2 separate regions of the Zea mays genome follow, and region 1 is linked to region 2. Evidence: chromatin contacts called from public Hi-C data. All regions are on one chromosome and are shown on one strand. Each heading gives the region's core, a stretch centred on a gene start, on an enhancer-like site or on the middle of the called end of the contact. The rest is flanking DNA. Distances are from core to core; before and after follow the strand shown.

Region 1 (2,700 bases), core at 122-2,621, 240 kb after region 2:
CTGCTTTGTTTCAATGAAATAAAATCGGAGGAAACAGTACAATTCTGATGTTTCAGACTTCTAATAGCCTAAGCAGCCACCTAAGGGTGAACTCTTAAATTTCACCTAAGTTCCTAATGAAACACGACATTGATACATCATTGCAGCATTGTTCATAACTGGAAAAGTTAACAACTATCGAGATCAACAATTAGCAACATATGGCTCCACTGATGTGTCAGAATGAAGAGAAGAAAAGGCTGCAGGAATCTTACCCTACCAAAATTATCAGGTTTCGCCTATGATGCTGCTTCCGATGCCGTCTTGGTGCTCCTGAAGTCTCGCTTGAGCTCGGTGATCCTCTTCATGCACACGGCCTTTGTCTTCCCGGGTACAGAGGCCGCCACCTTCTCCCACCTCATTGCAGTGTCCTTCGGGAACTCCTTAAGAGCGTTCAGCAAGGCCCGGTCATCCCCGGCGCTCCAAGCGGCGTCCGCACTCTCGGCGCCTCCCGCATCGTCCGCAGTGACAGCAGCCTCGGCCCTCGGATCGAGCGGCTTCCGCTTGCGTAGGAACTGCTCGAACGAGCTTCCTCCCGCCGCGGGAGCGCCCGACTTTGCCGCCCGGATGACATTCTCCGGCGTGCGGCGGCCGCCAAACACCGCGGCGATCTTCTCCCAGCGCTGGGGCTCACCCGCCGGGTGCTTCACCATCTGCCGCCGGAGCAGCTCCAGCTCTTGGTCAGTCCACTCGCCGGCGTCCTCCTCCCTCTCGCCGCCGTCCACCACGGCTCCATCCGCAGTTGTCGCCTTCTGCAACGGATGCAGTGATGCGGCCGATTGGACGGGGGGAGTGCCCGGATCTGAGGGTTTTGTGGGCGTCGGGACTGGGTTCTGGCGACGGCCGCGGCGGGGGGCGGGCGTGGGTTCCGGTGTGGGTTCTGGGGCCGGTTCTGGAGCCGGAACGACGCGGCCTCGGCCGACGGAGATGTCGCCGCCAGTGGCCGACAAGGGCGCGAAGGGGGCGAGGAGCAGGGACGAAGCGATCCATATGAGGAGGGAGGAGAGGATCTGGTAGGTCGGGAGGAGGTAGAACGCGGCGGCGAGAAGTGCGACGGCCGCGGCGGCGCAAGATGCGGCGTGGCGGAGGGAGAGGGGTGCTTTGGCGGTGGAGGAGGAGAACGAAGTGGAGTTGGCGCCGGAATGGACGACGCGAGCGCGGGACTGGGAGTCCCAGGGGTCGATGAACTCCATGGTCACCGGCGCGCGGGATTGGGGCTCGTCGGAGTCGCTAGGTGACACGAAATACAGGGTCAGTGGTTAATGGTCCTCCCTTGCATTTTTGCAATCGGCAAATGTTGTCGGTTTATTATTATGTCACATGTGTCTATGATTCTTTGATTTGTGAGATTGTCTGTATCTATAATTTATAGGTTCAATCATAAAGTAGCAAAGCACATTGTATACTATACGCTACTATGATTTTATTTATAAGTATAGAGTATAAAACATAGGTATATGTGTTTAGTTGGTTGGATGAGTAGAATGTAAGTTTAGAGCAAGCATTGGTAATTTGGATCTCTTTTATACATAATTTTTAGATTAAATTTAGCTATTTTGCGTATATAATAGAGATTGACAAATATAAAAGTTCAGTCATTTTTTAGTTTAAAGCCTATTTTCTTATTGAACTTGTCATACATCAGTGGCTAAAAGAAAAATCGTGTGCTCGATTGGCATTTAGATGCCATGTGTTAGCGTTCTTTGGCCAATCACCTAATGCATCATGATTTAGCTCATGGGGAACTAGAACTCGAGTACTCTTCATACGAGCGTGGACTGTCCGCTCTAGGCGTTTGGATCGTTCACGACTTACATAGAGGATGTCGCTCTTCTCTGCAGGGCGGCAGACCGTCCGCTCAGAACGGCCAAACCATTCACGCGTGCGCAGAGGCTACGATAATCTCCTTCATAATCTGGATCTCGTTCTCGAAAGAGACCCGTCAAGAAGAAAAGATCCTAAGGTTGTCTTGAGATTTGCAAGCCGCTTAAAAACGAATATAAACAATGTCAACTCGAGAATGGGTGAAGATTGGAGATGGAGAAGACTAATCTAAGCTAAGTTATCGTTACTCCTAGAGCAAGAATGCAAAGGTATTGATAATAAATTGATTTGATCAATGCTTCAGTCGGTCGTACTTCTCGTATATAGGGTAGAGGTCTAAATCCATTTCTAGATGTAATAGATTCACGTACGATTAGTTGGATAAGCACACAAAATAAAAAATATATCCTAAATTAATCTAATCACAGACCTTCTAAACTATAACTTCGAGGTTATGACCTCGAACCGTCCTAAGCGCAGACAGTCCGAAACATATAGCCGGATAGCCTTGTCTGACCGTTCGATCATACTAAGATGACAAATCAGCTGCTCAACATCATGTCTGTAATGGTGGGCGTGAGAAACTGACTGATGCGGTACTATACAAATTCATCCATAAAATTCTTGTGCAATTTTTGTGCGGAAAAAACAAAATAAAAAAATTGGGTGTTTACAACGAATTTTAGGTCTTGGCCTCTTGGCCTCTTGGTCCAAGCGATTATTTTCCGTGGGCCGTTGGGTCCGTGGAACATATCCGTTGCAGAAGACTACAGATTACAGAAGCGCTCGCTCGCTGTTGTTGCTGCTGCCAACTGAAGGGATGCGAGCCACGGCCAC
Region 2 (2,700 bases), core at 19-2,518:
GTTTTGAAAGTGCTGGTTGTGTTATGACACTTTGAAAACTGATCTTATTATTTTCTTGTTTATGGATATCGTTCCCTTTTTGTGAGAGGCAATACAAAGTTTGTGTGACTATGGTCTAATTAATCCAGGTGTACGTATTGATTTGCCTATTCGGAAGCTGAGAAGCTATAGCTTTCTCTGTTGGTTTGGTCCTATTTACCCTTCATTACTTGTGTGCTCTGTTTAGTGTTTTTATCCCTTTAAAAAGGTGCAGTGATGTTCTTGTTTTGGTCTTCAGATGCACTATTGTTACTGTTGCAAGCGGAGGGCATCTTATAGGTATGTCTATAAGCTGCAGCTGGCCTTGGTGGTTGCTGAGATGGCCAAACATCTTGCTCATATGTTTCCATTGCTGTAACTTTCTTTCCTCTTCGATCTTATCTTTGTGAAAAGGGGTGTTGCTTAGGAAAAATAGATGAAACTGGTAAGATTTGGCTCGATTTGCTGAGACTTGAGAAAATGTGAATGATCATGGAGCAATTTTACCTTTCTATCGGTCTATCTTAGGTTATCTCCAATAATTTACTCATTCTCTAAATTGCCTAATGTGCTTGCGCTCTTAATGGTGTATGAAATGCTATATATGCCTGGGGCCCTAATATTATCTATGAACAGTGTTTGCCCTAATGTTTCGTCGCTTCGTCTCATCTTCCCTGAAAAGTGTGCCTGTTATACTACCCATACTTCTTTTGGCGCAGATAAAAATAACAGATGAAATCGGTAAAGATTCTTTTTTCTTGAACCCGAGGAAGTATGGATGATGCTGCGTGCATGAACAAGATTGTGAAATTGCATGCCTGAATTCTGGCGAGTGATGATTCATCTATGTTTCCGGTCATCCTGATAAGCTTGCGCAGTATCGTCTCCGCGGTTATGGTGTCCAGATTTTTGAGTTCAATTCATGGTGTCAACAAATAGCACGGCAGTTTACATTGGAATAAATTTCTTGAGTCAAATCAGAAAGCTGCGCAAAAAACGAGAGGATATACTTCACGCACAACTCAAATCATTTGTAAATGAGTTGCACTAGAAAATCCACCAAACTATACATACAATTCAATGTCTCTCCTAGCTTCCTTTTCCTTCTGTTCTAGCGCTACTGGGCCGCAAACCTGCCGTCCAGGTTAGCTGGTTAGGCCCATGGGCCCACGCCAGCCCTAACAAACGCAGGGAAATGAGGAGCTCCAAATGCCGTGGCGACTTGCTCGTCCGGTTCAGTTCAGTGGCGCCGTCGTGCCTCGACGACGGCGGGAGACGCCGCAAGCAGGTGAGAGTGAGACGGGCGGTGACTAGCGGGCGCTTAGGCCGACATCGGCCCCGCAGCGGCGGGGTAGGGTGCGTCGACACGCGGGACTGCGACTTGGGGGGGATTGATTCCCTTCGCTGTGAGCAAACCATACCCAAATCCCTCTCTCCCGTCCTCCCTATCCAGCTTATTTGGTTGCGGATTTCTTAGATGCGGTGTCCTACTGAACGGAATTGGTGGTCTGTTCGATTAGGTTCTCTCTTCTCCGGCGCGTGCGCGCGGGATCGAAGGTAGGGTTTGGGCCCCAAAGTTCGTGTCTTTGGGGACAGCGGCGGCGATGGACTACACCAACGCCATCCACATCATCCCGGACGCCGCGGGCCCCGACGCCTGGGCCAACGCGGCGTCGGCCGCGGGCGCCGACGCCAGCATCTGGGCCACCGAGGACGACTACCGCCAGTGGAGCGCCGAACCAGGCTACGGCGACCGGAACCCCTCGTCGCGGGCGGGGAGCGAGCAGCCGCCGCCGGGCAAGAAGGCTCGCGGCGGGGGCGGCGGCAGCGATAGCGGCGGCGGTGGCAGCACGAGCAAGTCGCGCGCCATTGGCAAGATGTTCTTCAAGACCAAGCTCTGCTGCAAGTTCCGGGCCGGGACCTGTCCCTACGTCACCAACTGCAACTTCGCGCATGGCATGGAGGAGCTCCGGAAGCCACCGCCCAACTGGCAGGAGATCGTGGCCGCCCACGAGGAGGCCACGGAGCAGCGGGAGGAGCACCAGATCCCCATCATGACATCTGGAAGTGTTGTAGCTGGAGACGGCGGCGGTGGCAGTGGTGGCGGCTCGCAGGGGGGCAGGGCATTCAAGGGCCGTCACTGCAAGAAGTTCTACACTGAAGAGGGCTGCCCCTATGGTGACACATGCACCTTCCTGCATGATGAGCAGTCTAAGGCACGGGAGAGCGTGGCCATCAGTCTCTCGCCCACCGTTGGTGGTGGGGGATACAATGCTGCCTCCGCCAACGGAGTGATGGTGCAGAAGCCGTCCAACTGGAAGACAAGGATCTGTAACAAGTGGGAGATGACTGGATACTGCCCATTTGGGAGCAAATGCCACTTTGCTCATGGTTCTACCGGTGAGTCTCAGGTTCATATGCGTCTTTATTAATCAGTAAAAACTTCTGTGGAATCAAGCTCGCTTTGCAATCAAACTACCAAAAGCCAGTCCTAAATTGAAGCAGGAAGTATAACAAGTTGATGCACTGGGAAAAACTGCTGTGCAATCAATTTTCGCGTGCAATCGCTATCCAAGCGAACTCCCAAAAGTCTTTTTTTTTTGGAAAAATATAGATGTTTTTCATTATTTGCTCTACCAATATATCAAATATCAAGTTTTAATCCATCTTATGTTAAGAGGT

What was found. A called contact is a pair of places that touch in the nucleus more often than the background predicts.
Region 1: a contact with region 2 is called in a Hi-C map of leaf, with 8 times the contacts expected there. The contact joins the promoter of LOC100282280 here to the promoter of LOC100193200 in region 2. A contact is called at or near these places in 16 of 25 Hi-C or Micro-C datasets (ear, endosperm, leaf and 5 more) and 2 of 3 datasets of contacts at active chromatin or transcription factors (leaf and seedling).

The regions. Positions count from the first base shown.
Region 1 is chr10:78,957,048-78,959,747 of Zm-B73-REFERENCE-NAM-5.0, forward strand. LOC100282280 (Putative MYB DNA-binding domain superfamily protein) reads right to left here and starts at 1,372. Exons shown (of 2, transcript XM_008663702.4): 1 at 255-1,372. The coding sequence starts at 1,232. The coding sequence ends at 279. LOC100285001 (nucleolar GTP-binding protein 1) reads left to right here and starts at 2,626. Exons shown (of 14, transcript NM_001370689.1): 1 at 2,626-2,700. The coding sequence starts at 2,684.
Region 2 is chr10:78,719,024-78,721,723 of Zm-B73-REFERENCE-NAM-5.0, forward strand. LOC100193200 reads left to right here and starts at 1,269. Exons shown (of 2, transcript NM_001138354.1): 1 at 1,269-2,418. The coding sequence starts at 1,623. LOC100381523 reads left to right here. Exons shown (of 2, transcript NM_001174353.1): 2 at 1-178.